Regions from separate parts of the Gasterosteus aculeatus genome. Here region 2 is linked to region 1. Evidence: chromatin contacts called from public Hi-C data. All regions are on one chromosome and are shown on one strand. Each heading gives the region's core, a stretch centred on a gene start, on an enhancer-like site or on the middle of the called end of the contact. The rest is flanking DNA. Distances are from core to core; before and after follow the strand shown.

The links. A called contact is a pair of places that touch in the nucleus more often than the background predicts.
Region 2: a contact with region 1 is called in a Hi-C map of tail fin, with 2.5 times the contacts expected there. The contact joins the promoter of ankrd66 here to the enhancer-like site in region 1. A contact is called at or near these places in 3 of 6 Hi-C or Micro-C datasets (skeletal muscle, tail fin and whole body).

The regions. Positions count from the first base shown.
Region 1 is chr8:14,441,058-14,447,534 of fGasAcu3.hap1.1, forward strand. It overlaps tsc22d2 (TSC22 domain family 2), which reads right to left. Exons shown (of 3, transcript XM_040184544.2): 2 at 2,236-2,287; 3 at 1-2,131. The coding sequence ends at 1,832. Among protein-coding and RNA genes, the nearest start is that of LOC144411450, 8.4 kb to the left of the region's middle. Within about 2 kb of position 3,539, at least 7 of the 9 cell types and tissues checked have open chromatin away from gene starts, as enhancers often do.
Region 2 is chr8:14,505,328-14,511,866 of fGasAcu3.hap1.1, forward strand. It overlaps ankrd66 (ankyrin repeat domain 66), which reads left to right and starts at 3,533. Exons shown (of 6, transcript XM_040184879.2): 1 at 3,533-3,743; 2 at 4,043-4,183; 3 at 4,725-4,941; 4 at 5,281-5,395; 5 at 5,517-6,377. The coding sequence starts at 3,654. rnf13 (ring finger protein 13) reads right to left here and starts at 2,219. Exons shown (of 10, transcript XM_040184874.2): 1 at 1,873-2,219; 2 at 1-148. The coding sequence starts at 40.

The DNA.
Region 1 (6,477 bases), core at 2,289-4,788:
ACACACAATCTCCTTCAAATGAAAGGAAAACAGAAAAGAATACTAAATAAGCCAGTTTGCAACAAAAAAAAAAAGAAAAAAAAAAGAAAAGAAAATCCATTGATCCTGTAGAAAGATGACCGAGCATTTTGGTTTAGTTCCAAGCCACAAAAGAAAGAAACCGAATCGCCGGGCGGTACAGCAGCACAAGAGGCACAAAAGACACAACAAGGACATCCCAGAATACTCTCACACGGTTTTTAAAAGGGAGAAAAGTTGAATAGTTTCCATCGTCTTGTTCCGTACATTAGTTTTTTGTAAGCAAAGTGTTGGTAAACTACAAATTGAAACCTAAATGCTGCATTTATTAAATACATAAAAATCTGTAATTGTAACAAAACCTTTCCTCTGGGTGGGAAAGTTGCCACGACAGACATGAAGGCGGGAAAAAAAGCAGCTCCTTCTGACTTGTGCACAAAGCAAACACAGCCACTTTTTTTTTTACCCTCGACTACTAGACCCTCTCTGCCAGTTGTTCCTTCTCTTTCACAATCATTCACAGACTGACAACTTCACACAAAATAAGAGTGCTGGATAAAAACATGAGGTAAGGAATAGGTTTGATTATAGATCATGCAGAACATGCAAAAGAGCAACAAAAAAGGAAATGTAGGGGAAAAAGTAGGAAAAAAAGGTTGTGCATTTAAAAAAATAAAGAAAAAAAATAAACTACTTCCACAGCTTTGCGTCTTTGGTTATAAAGTAGGTCGAACCATTTCACAGCTTTTCATCAGACCAAACCCCTTAATAATTTCTGTATTTCACTAAGAAAAAAAGGTAAATTAATAGATTTCTTTATCGAAACATCCCATCACATCTTAAACAGGTGTTCTCCTGTACACACCCTACTTTCTCTTGATACTTTACAAAATATACATTCAACCTGGATTTCACCCAATATATAAACTCAGCTTTAGTGTTAGCACTATTTCATGACATTTCTATAATAGAACTTATTGCCTACTTTATTGAGATCTAGTTGTTGAACGAGACAACCAAATTTAATACCTGACATTCTAAAATACCAAAAAGAAAAAAGGTTTTTTGTTAATAAGTATATCCATGACATTGTTCAGTTACATTATGAAAATAGCAGCCCTGAAATAAATAAATTCAAATACTAAAACTGAAATAAAGGAGAAAAGGTATGATTCATGTCAAAGTACGGTGGCTCTAAGAAGACAACAAGCTTTTTGTTGCAGCATAACGAGCTGAGGCTCAACCCCCAAGCCGAGGCACCCGCATGGCTTCCTGCTACTGTCGGGGGGGGGGGGGGGGGGATCCTCTCCCGAGGCCCTCCGGCCTCTTCCAGCTGGGGAGCGACGGATTGAGGGTCCTTGGAGGACGGACCCCAGTGGATGTCACAGGACCCTCGTCACTCCTGTGTGGTCGAACCGCCCCTTACCACTTGTTGCCCAGTCAGAAAAAACAAAAACCTCCGTGCCCTTTGACCCCTGTCCTCCTGCACCACAACTGTGTGCACCCGCTCGCCTGATCCCTCGTCTTCTTGCAGCCCACCACGGGGACCCGATGAAGACGTTTTTGAAGGGGGTTTGTTGATGTCTTAATAATGTGCAGCCCGGTAACGGCAGCAAGCGAACCTCAAAGCGCGGCTCTCGGTGGCAAACAAAGATGTCGCCGCTTGGCGATTTCCTCAAACGGAGCACACGGAGGGCGGAGTCGAGCCGTTTCGCTTCATGGAGCCAAGGAGACGGCAGCAGTCGGGTGTCTTTCCTGACAGGATCTTCCAGTCCCGTCTGAAAAGTCTGCGTTTGAGCGCGTGTAACGGGGTTCACGCCGAGGTGATGTTGGGCCGATGGGGGGCGCTCTGACTCCCTTCGCGGTGAGCCAGGGGGCCGTTGTTGTTGTCGATGGCGACGAGCGGGTGCTGCTGCAGCAGCGATGGAGGCGTGCTGCCGCCCTGGTGGAGCTGACTGGAGACCTGGCCCAGCTGATCCGTGTTGGCCAGCGACTTCAGCACGGCGTTTTCCCGCTCCAACATAGAGTTCCTCTCGTACAGCTCCTTAATCTGCTCCTTCAACACCTCCACCTCCTCGCGAACCGCATACATCAGGTGGCTCTTCACCAAGTCCTGGAGGAGAAACTAACATTAGCACTCGGAGGGAAATAGATTCCACCCACACACATAGCTAGAAAAAGTGCTGTGTGTGGGGAAACATGTGGGGAACAACTCACCATGGCTTGCTCTATCTTGTTATCAATTGCGACGACGCTGGCACCGGATGCACTGTGGAGACAAAAAACGACAACACTTTAGCGTGACGTCAGCGGTTTAACTTTGATTAAATGCCCAAATCGGTTGCAAGACATTGATGAGTTCACATGAAGTATAAAACGCCCATTTAGAAGAATATATATATTTTTAAGTTATTGGAAGTGTCAAAGACTTTCCAAAACTATAAAGAGTGAGTGGAAAGTGGAGGCGAAGAAAAGAAAATAAGAACTTGTTACAAATATGGTGCAGTTTTTTAAAAACACAAGGGGCAGCCTGTACTAAAGCAGCATACTGTGGGTTTACACAAACAAGCATTAGGGTTAGGCAATAAAATACTTTGCAACAGGCTCCACCTGTAGCCAGTCATGGGTCCACATTACTCTCCAGGCCGGTCTACTGCTCACAGAATTAAATAAATAGCACAGCAGCTGTTTTTAAAAACCTATTTTAAAAGAAGCGCTGCCTCATAAAGGACTGCGTGCAGCAGCAGGAGCTCTGATAACAATCCTCCTGCGGATTGTTTCAACAGAGTCGCGATGACATCAGACTTTTCAAATCAGACCACAAATACCTGGAGAGGTTTGTGTGATCCGACCGATAAGAGGAGAAAGCAGATTCAATTCGTTTGAGGTACAAATTTAGCGAGGGACTGTTGGATCAGATTAACTGTATGAACCAGCCTCACAAACGACACATGGGTTCAAAATGTTACAAAATTAAAAACATTTAATTCATTCATTTCAGACACGACGAAGGGACAGAAACACTTCAGACACTCGGGACACCAAATGAGACGATTTCAATGTCCACAATGGCCTGAAAAACGTGGCTGGACGACAAAAGGCATCGCGCGCGTTTTCATAATAACAAGAGCAAGAGAGAGCGAGAGAGAGAGAGAGAGAGAGAGACCCCCCCCCCCCCCCCCCCCCCAAAAAAAAACTATGTTGGCAAACAACTACCAGCAAATGCGCGGAGCAGACGGATACCACGCGCACATAGAAGTCACCACGCCGAGGGAAACGCACACAGACACGCGGCGGGCAGAGAGCGGGCGCGCGGGTATTTACCTGGCGCAGCGCGCCCTGTAACACGCCAGGCGGCCCGGCGGGGAGCACGGCAGGCTGTAGCTCATTCTGCAGCGCATGTTCTCTGGTTCCGGGGAAAGTTTCTGCCGTGGGGCTGCTGCGCTCCTCGGGGTGGAAACAGGCGAGTGGTTCTCGTTGGCGTGTAGAGCGGAGGAGCGCGTGTTAAATGTCCCCCGGACACGTGGTGCGAAAACGAAGGGGGCGGAGTTAAGCGTCTCCCTCCCTCAGACTTGTAAATGCCCACACTGTTAAGATTCCGTTGAATTTAGAGTCTAAATGCATGCTAAAATAGGGACACTTCCCCGAACAAGCGAACGGCTGCGTTGTGGGACATGAAGGCCGCGAGAGGAGACATCAGGGACAACGAGCGTGTCCACGAGTGGTTTTATACACAGGCTCGATCCAAGTAGCCCGTCAAAGTGAATGGGGGCAGCCTGAAGGAGTAACCAGACATTTTAGAGAGAGAAGAAAGTATTTGTTGCTGTCCATTGTCCAAGGAAAACAAAGCAGACTGGACATTTGATTCGAGGCAGCCATGAGGCGGTTTATATAAGGGCCGCTCACTGCGTTCACCTCAAAGTGCTGCCTTCCTCGCAGACTAGCGGGAGCACACATGCACCAGTCCCCCAAAACAAAGTCTCCCGGACCGCAAGGCAGCACGTTCCAACTTTGGACACCTCCGGCCCCTAAACCGAGACATCTGTCAGAGCCACCGTCGCGCTGCGACAACACACGGCCCGGTTCTTCTCCATGAGGCCCAGTTGTTGGACTGTCACCGACCTCTTGTACCCGCCTCGACTCTGGAAGCAGCAAAAAGGTGTCAGCTTCACGCTCTCCATGGAAGTATTTCAGTGATGAACTTTATGTCATATGTACCGAGCAGCTGCGCGTGGCCTCATCTTTCCCTCTGGGGGCATCGCACGATGTCTTAGGGCACCAGAACGCTAATGCGTTCTCCAGAAAAAGGGCACAGATGCAGCGGCGCACGTCGTTGTCACAAAGCATACCAACACTCCCTGTGTGGGGGGGGGCGACAGCTGAACAAATTAGACCTCGGCCTTTCAGTAACCCTCCCCTGCTAAGTGTATTTCAAAACAATAGCTGCCGCTCTCTTTTCCGATGCAGAGACCCCCCACCCACCCCACCCGCGGCCTTAGTTTTGTAAGGTGCAGTTCGGCTGCTGCGCCAGACGAGGTCGGCAGAGGCTCCGACACAACAGAGCGGCTGTCGGGACTTTCCTAAATGATCACTCAGAGAGGAGACAAACGCACCGAATGAACGTGGAGCTGTAACGAGGCGCAGGAGAGCTGAACGTGGCTCCTCTATTGGGCCCCGAAACCACCCAAATTACAGATGTCCTATTAGATCAATTAAATCAAGTTGAGCTAATCAACACAAATACACAAAAACATGGACACATGGGATTAAAACGGTTGTAGGGAAGTTTAACCTATTAAACTAACCTAGGAAATATGTCTTGTCGAGGGGGAATGTTGTTGGGAATTATTTTGTTTATTCTTAAGGCCAGTCATCACAATGCACTTAAAACAGCAACTTAAAAAGAAAACACTTTAGGCCAATAGTCATTCCAGTGCCTAGGGGAAAATAGATAGATGGATCAAGTGGATAAGATAAGGGACTTGTTTTGCCACAGCTTGCTGAGATTTAATCTTCATCTTTGTGCACTGGGTTAGAGTAAAATTCCTACTTGCATTGCACAACGTTGTGAACCAGAAACCAAAATGAATCGCGTTTGTCACGACGCAAACCTGAAACTATTTTCTTGTATTTGGTGATGCAAAACTTGAAATCCCCCGAGACAACTGCTATTTGCGTATTGCACGGAAATAGTCAAAAGGTGAAATGGGGTCAATTTGTTGGAAGAATACAAATTTGTCGTAAGCCGTGTTGTTGAATGGTGGTCCATACTCCAGGTAGATACAGTATGAACGGCAAAGTGACTTTTCAATCTTGCTTACTAATCAATGAATCCACCAAACCTTTCTGAAGGAAAAAAAAAAGTTAACACGAAAGGGTCAAAGTGTCGAGCACATGGTCTGGGCGACCAGATGAAAACTGCTATTGTCAGTGCCATTTTTCACAGGTAATATTCTTATTTAGTCATAGTATGCTCACTTTTAGCTGTAGAAAAGTCTTTGAGGCTCAATCTTGAACCAAGTCCCCCATTGACCCAAATACTTCCTCCCCGGAACATTTGCACAGTGGGTTCTCTCACCATGGAAACATATGGACACATAGTGTTTTAATGTACTAATCTGTTTATATTGTCAGTTCTTGCTTGTATATTTTTATCTTCTTTTATTCATATATTTTATTCCTATATTGCACCAAGTCAAAGTCCTCTGTGTGCAACATATGTGGCTATAAATGGCTTCTGATTCAGACACGTTTTTCTTCTTCTTTCCTTTTAAAATTGCTGCGATTTGATCAGGTGCGAGCGACAACTTGTATTACTTGATGCCTGAATGCCAGCATGCTCATCGGAAGGCGTATTAACTACCATGTTTACAGCATTAACAAGAAACCACAGCTAACACGGAACTGGAAAACCTTAAAAAAAAACCATAAATAATGACGTTTGCATATCGCACTGCAATAGTCACAAACCAAACAATCCCTTTTAGCCACTTCTGTCAGTCGCACTGGAAGGCCTCGAACAATGGCGACAATTGCAGGATGTTCAAAGCGTGTTAATATGTGCCTCCGAAAAGGTTTCAGATGGTCGGGATGTGTCGTCTACAGAAATGGCGGCCCGGGCCAACACAATGGACACTGAAGGCAACCAGATGGACTCACGGAGACCCCTCATGTGGGGGGGGGTTGATATGTCTAGCGTGCACTCAAAGCGCCCCGAGTAGGTGTGTAGGCCGCCAACGAACTTCCCAGTCAACAGACCCGAGGAACTGTCCCACGCCAACCCTCGCTGGTTACATAATCCCCAGACCGGCGCACAAATAGCAAATTCTGTCGCTGTGTGACGTCCCGAAAAAAGGCCCAAAAAGCCCGTCTACCCCCGGACACTTCCACCGGATGAACCGGACGCCAGGGAGCATGAGAACGGGACGACGCCCTCGGGGACTGAACGCAAAGAAGATA
Region 2 (6,539 bases), core at 2,283-4,782, 64 kb after region 1:
GTGTGGCCGACAGCATCAGCATTCCAAGGGACAGCAGCATCCTGGCGTCACCTTACAACCCCCAGCTGCTCCGCCACTCATAAACATACACAACCATAAACACACACACACACACACAGACGGATGACCACGCACTCAGGCCTCACACCTGGAGAAAGACACAAGTTTCATGTTTGTATACACGTAACGCTTGAACTACATATGCTGATGAAATACCAACGATTTGAATGCACATATTTATTTTTAAGTATTTAAAAAGAAAAGTCCATATTTGGCCCCCAAGTCCTAATTTGGCCTCATTGATTAACGGTGCTGCGATTCTGCTGTCGGAGTGGCGGACGGTTTGATGCTATTTTGGGGTGTTTGACGTCGTGCTGGTTGCGGCACCAGAGCACCGTCCAACCCTCCGCCTGTTCATCTGGTCTTCTAACTGCCTCACTCGTCATGTATATTAGTTATTGGTGGTTCATCTTGCTGCACAAGTGCTTCCCGCCTACCTACTTTTTCTTTCACAGACCCCACAAAAAGCAATGTGCACTCTTTTGGAGACAAAAAGCTACCAGCGGTTTTTAAAAACAATTGCCCCTTCAAAAGAAAATTCCATTAGCCCTTGTGCTGCTAGCTCCTGCATAGCTTCCCGTTTGCATGTGTTATGTTTATGAGCTAGCCAGTTGTCTCATGTAGAAGGAGGGGAACTTTGGGCCTAACATTGCAGCATGAGAGCTACGACTCCCCAAAGCGGATGGCAGCATGTGAGAAGTCACGTTGCAAAGGCAAGTAGTGTGTAAGGATTGTAAGGTTTGTTGTGTACGTTTGGATGAAAGCAAGGATGTTTTCTTATCAAATGAATAAATCAATGGGTGTAAAATGTCCCCAATGGTCTGGTTTATACCGTGTATTCAAGCCGTAATGCTTTGAATAGATGAAATATATTTATTCAGCGATGAAATCAAAGCAGAAGTTCAAATCAGATGGGAACGCTGGCTTTAGTAGCAACTGTCCTCATTAGTTACTAAATGTACGTTTAGATTGGAAAAAAATTGGAAAATGCAGACGTGTACCGTTTTATTGGCATAAATAAAATGATATTTCCATTAATGAAAACAATTTATTTTGCAATATTTGAATCCATCTCTTTAAAAATTAATGATTTCACTCCTAGTATGCAGTTGTTACTAAATCAAGATAAAAATGTAGCTCTTGATCATTTAAAAACAGGGACCAAAACCATTTACGGACTGTAATAAAACAGGAATGTATTTTCTGTGCTGCCCCTTGTATTTGGACTCGCATTTGTCGCATAGTATACATCATCACATCCAACCCTGAATGTAAATGTAAGCGCCATGCAACACGTTATAAACACGTTCTCCATTCTCTCACTCAAATCTATAAACTGTTTTTAGCAGAGAAGAGAAGAGGAGACGGCGGGTCCTGAATGGGAAATGAGCAGGGAAGCACAAGGGGAAGTGAGAGCAGCAACCCCCGGCACCCTGATCAGAAGATGACATCAAATGACACACATCACATTTTACCACGAGACGTTTACTTAAAATCAGCGAAGAACAAAACAGTCAATGGCAAACCCAACAGCAGATGCGGTCAACAACCATGCGATGTCCCCGTTGAACTTTCACACCCCCAAATGTCAGTGGTTAACTTGGGGTTACGGTTCCCATGTTTGTTTGTTTTTAAACCAGTCGCCTTTAAGTGGGACATTCCTCGGAGTATAGTTGTAGCTACAGCTAAATAAATCACTGATCGGGCGTGGAGAACCTTCGCGGGGTGCAGCGAACACGGAGCGCCCGGTACCCCCTCCGCGCTAGCGTGAGGCTAACGGAGGTAGCTACTGGGTCTTTCGTGGGTGTTTACCTCAATTTCTGCCCGGAGGTTTGTCTTGTCCGGGGATTTAGCGCCGGGCGGTGACATCTCTCTCCGCGGCTGCGCGTCGTGCCAAGCAACGTTTACAGCGGAGAATATTTAGGCTGGGCTTCATCCCGTTAGAACGACGGGTCGGAGAACGTGAACATTAAACGTTACGGTTTAATCCCCTCGGAAGGCTACCTTCTCTGGTTTCCGCCACATGCGCCGATCCACATTCGGCTCCCGATTGGTCGAATCGTGTGTCGATCGTCTGACTCCGGAAGTGACTCCAGACGTAAACATAGCCACGTGACGGCGCACGCAAACGTTAGCTGCGTTTTACCAGTTGTATGAGCGGCCCGAGGCGAGCAGAGAGTCTTTATTTAGAGCTTCATTACAGCTCTATTAGTGCGTTATGAGAGCCATGGAGTTTCTGTAGAAACTGTATTTTCTATCTGGAAATAAGTGTGCATTTATTCTTCATCACCAATGTTACCATCATCCACCCTAAAAAAAAAATGAAAACAGATCACACTTTTTAATCTCTAGCACCCTCTATCTATAGTAAACGGAGCTCATCTTTGTTTACGGAATCCTTTGAGTATGATCAGTGCTTTTGCAAACAAGAGGTTGAAGTTTTTTTCTGACTGATCACACAACTGTTAAGCTGTACCTGTGACACTACTGTAGATAATCGTTATAATAAAAGTTTATTTAAAATCTGATGATATAAATATGATATAATATTACAAGTTCATACAATAACCCTAAATTGATGTGTACATTTGTATGCCTAGATTTTATTTCTGTTTCTTGAACCTTGAGAAACCTAAGTCCCTCTTGGCTGAACACCGAAGACTTTGTGGACAGTGTCAAACTTTAAAAGGTCAGATGCAAAGTAGCTGTACCCTGTAAAACTTTCAAAGAACATTTGAAACTGTAATGTTCCACCAGCAGGTAGTCCCTCACACAAAAAGGCACCACCGCAAAGAGCTTATTCCGTTTGCAACTGAGAAAAAAATATTTTTGTCTTGTGATGATCCACTTTGCAAATATGTTCATGTACTGCAGTTGAGTAGAACAGAATAGACAAAACAACAGTCCTCTCAACCGATATTATGCCCATTGCTGCTGTAAAAACAAAGGCAGATCACGTGTATGGATGAGACCAAATTGATAAAGGACAATTGATACGTGCAACACAACATTTTATTATTATTTCTCTTTGATAGATAGGCTTGTATAAGGCTATACTATGATTGTTTTTATACAGACAGACACTTATGTAAATACCAGTCAGAGAGTGGGTATTACATTTGCACATTTAAATTGTAGGTTTGTAATTACCAAGGCCAGTCTCTGGGGTATTTAATTTTCCATACAGCCACCAACATACTTTTTAATCTTTTTAATCCATTTTATCTGTCTTACCTGCACTTTGAGATTTTACTATTCAACATTATTTGATGGTTCAGTTGGAAAGTTGAGCAAAAATGAAACCACGTATCAAAGAAAGCACTTTATAACCCAAATGGATTGACTTAAATAAAACCAAACCAACAAACCAAAATGATATTCCTGGCATTTGAGGCACTTTTTTTTAAGGCAGCTAGTGCTTTGTCCTTTGATGACTTGTTAAATTCAACTCCCCAAATCCTTCCCACCCAGCTCCTGCCCCCTCTGTACAATGACTTTTACGATGAGAATGGCTCAGACAACCCTACTACACACACTCTGGTCGACCAGAGCATCACAGAGGAGCAAACAACTGGAGGCAGGTTGTTCCAACCATGAGGATCTTTATCTGCTTCGAGGGCTCCAGTGAGCCTATTGATGTCCCTTCAGATCAGACTGTGGGGGCCGTGAAGCACATGATAAAGGTAATAAAAAGCTACAATCATGTCCAAGGGGTAACGAACCACCGTTTGTTTTTTTTAGACATATTACGGCAGGGAAAAGAGACTGTTTAATGGATTTATTTTATTTTGAGGCATGATGTTGCTTATGGTTAAACGCTATGCATTGCAAAACTGTTATTAGTAACTAATATGTCAAGAAAAAACAAATATCTCCATTATTGCGAGACAAGAGATGCAGGTGAACATGATCAATCAAGAACTTTCTTTCTGGGCCAAATCTCTAGAACAGCTCAATAAATATCCACTCTGTGTTTCCGTAGGACAACTTTATGGTGCGACTCTCATATGACAAACAGCAGCAGTACCTGGAGCTGAGCCACGGTGGAGCGGTGCTGCAGGACAGCTGGGCTCTGTTTGACGTGGGCATCACAAATGGCAGAGCCATACAATGCCTGATAAAGGTGTTTATGCATTAAAAAAGGGGTTTTGGTATTTGCAGTAAATATAATCAGCTATCAATGATGCACATCAAGGGAGGATGCTGAAGTCCATATTTTCTTTAGGCCTTCAATTCAGAAGCTATTTATTTGTATGTATTCTATGTACATAAACAGATAAGTGCAGTTCAGTGTTTAAACGAAAATATATTTTATTGCACATACACAAAAGCTTTTAATGTGAAAGTATCAAACCTGCATCTGTTCAAATTCTTATAAAAGTGTTACAGAAAGTTACACAGACAAAAAATCTAAACTTTACGGCACAACCACAGAGTGGCAGCAGACCCTTCCTTCTATTGGCTTGTATCACTGTATTCATCACAATACACAAAAATATAATCAATAGTAAGAATAAATGATCTCCCAAATCTAAAAAAAGTTAAATGTGAAACTAATGCCCGCTGACCTCTTGACAGATTTTATTTTATTAACACAGGGATACATCTTAGGTCTAAAGTCTTGTTATTCTTTGGTTTAACACAATTTTATAATTGTTTTTCAGAGTGAGCAAAGGCCTGCGATGTGGCTGTTCAATGCTGTGACACAAGAAACCTTACCGGTCATGGGAAATGAGGCTTCTCTGCACATGTCTGTTGCTCACTTGAAAACTGTGGTTTCCATGCAAACTGGCCTCCCAGTTAGCACCTTCAGACTGAGCACACCTGCTGGTGTGCAGCTTTATGACTGCAACCAACTCAAAGACTATGCCATTAAAGAGGGTATGTCCTGCCTGTGTGGCTGTTACGGGCATCTTAACGGTGCGTGCTCTGCAGCTTAAACAATTGTGAACAGTCTGAGAACATTCAATAGAATCAGTCAAAAGTTAGATATCAGGTATTTTCTTCTAAATGACTGGATTGCTTTAAATTGTATAATATACACAGCTTTCGCGTGCTGAATGTTGGCTGATATTGACTATGTATTAACTATACAAAGACGTAAAAGAGCTTCATTTTAAGTGTTGCACTATAGAATAAGAATTCTCAATCCCTCCAAATGCCTGCACAAAACAATGTTCAAAGTGACCAAAGTGACATGTTTATCTTTTTTAAATAAAGGCACCACTCTCCGTTTGGACACATGGGATGGGTGGGTACAGTTCCTTCGGGGTTGCCTCCGGGGCCGCAGATTGACAGTCCAAGGCCACCTCTTAGAAAAGATACCAGTAAAGAGGTCAGAGATAACCAACATGAACATGAATAAACAATGAGGCAGAACTGTTGTAGTGCAACTCATCCATAAAGAGTCAGAGTGCAATTTTACACACCAATGAGAATCTTTCTTGCTTATCCAGATTTCAGTTGCAGGTAGCCCTCTACATTGCTGCCGCTTTGGGCCACCTGGACCTGGCCTGTTGGCTGCTGGAGAGAGGGATGCGTGCTGAGAAACCAGTGGGGGTTCATCCTTACCGCCAGTGGTGCCACCAAACCTCCCATCGAGACACCGGAAAGTGTCCCATACACACAGCTGCAGAGAAAGGCCAGCTTCTCATTCTCAAGCTCTTCATCAGCAAAAACCTTTTGGCCTTGGCTTGTCGGGACCCCGGAGGTCGGGACCCTTTGAAAGTTGCTGTTCAGCACGGTCACAGCGATTGTGTGCACTATTTAGCCGATAAGCTGTGTTCGCTGGTATCCCTGCCAAACATATCCCTGCCCATGCGCATCTACATCCAGATAAAACGCTGGGTGAGTTTGGGGCACAAAAGGGCAGCATCCAATCGATGCCAGTACACCCGTGCTGCGTTCAATGCCAGGATGGGGGATACTTTGCTGGTGGACGGCTTCAATCAGCCAAATATGTCTTCCAAATCCGTGAAAGTTGCGACCAAACCAAGCAGACGAATCAAGGCTGTGCAGTCATTACCTCCCATCTGTAACCTACCTTCAGTATCACAAACCCCCAGCCTGCAGTATGTGAGCCCTGGTCACTTTAAAGAGGTGCAGATAACGCACAATCAAGATGTCCGAAGCCGGGAGGATCACTTATTGGATAGAATCTGTAGGGATGCTTGCAGTTTATGTAAAAGCAAGTTCAAACTTCTGCCAATCCCCAATCCCCAGAGAAAGAGTATTCTGACTGCGACGCCGGAGTCCATCTCTCCCCACTGCAGCCGAACGGCGAGGGAAAAAGCCATATACTGCTTGACCGTAGCCAGGTTTCTATCCTTACTGCTATACACTGTATGTCCAATACAAACACATTGTGCTTGATCTCATGAATGGCTAAATAAAAATAGTTTTTCAACCAAACAATTTTGTGTTTGAAATCCTGTATGTTACTAGTGACGGATTTATGTTCTGCATGGATGTTTTAACGT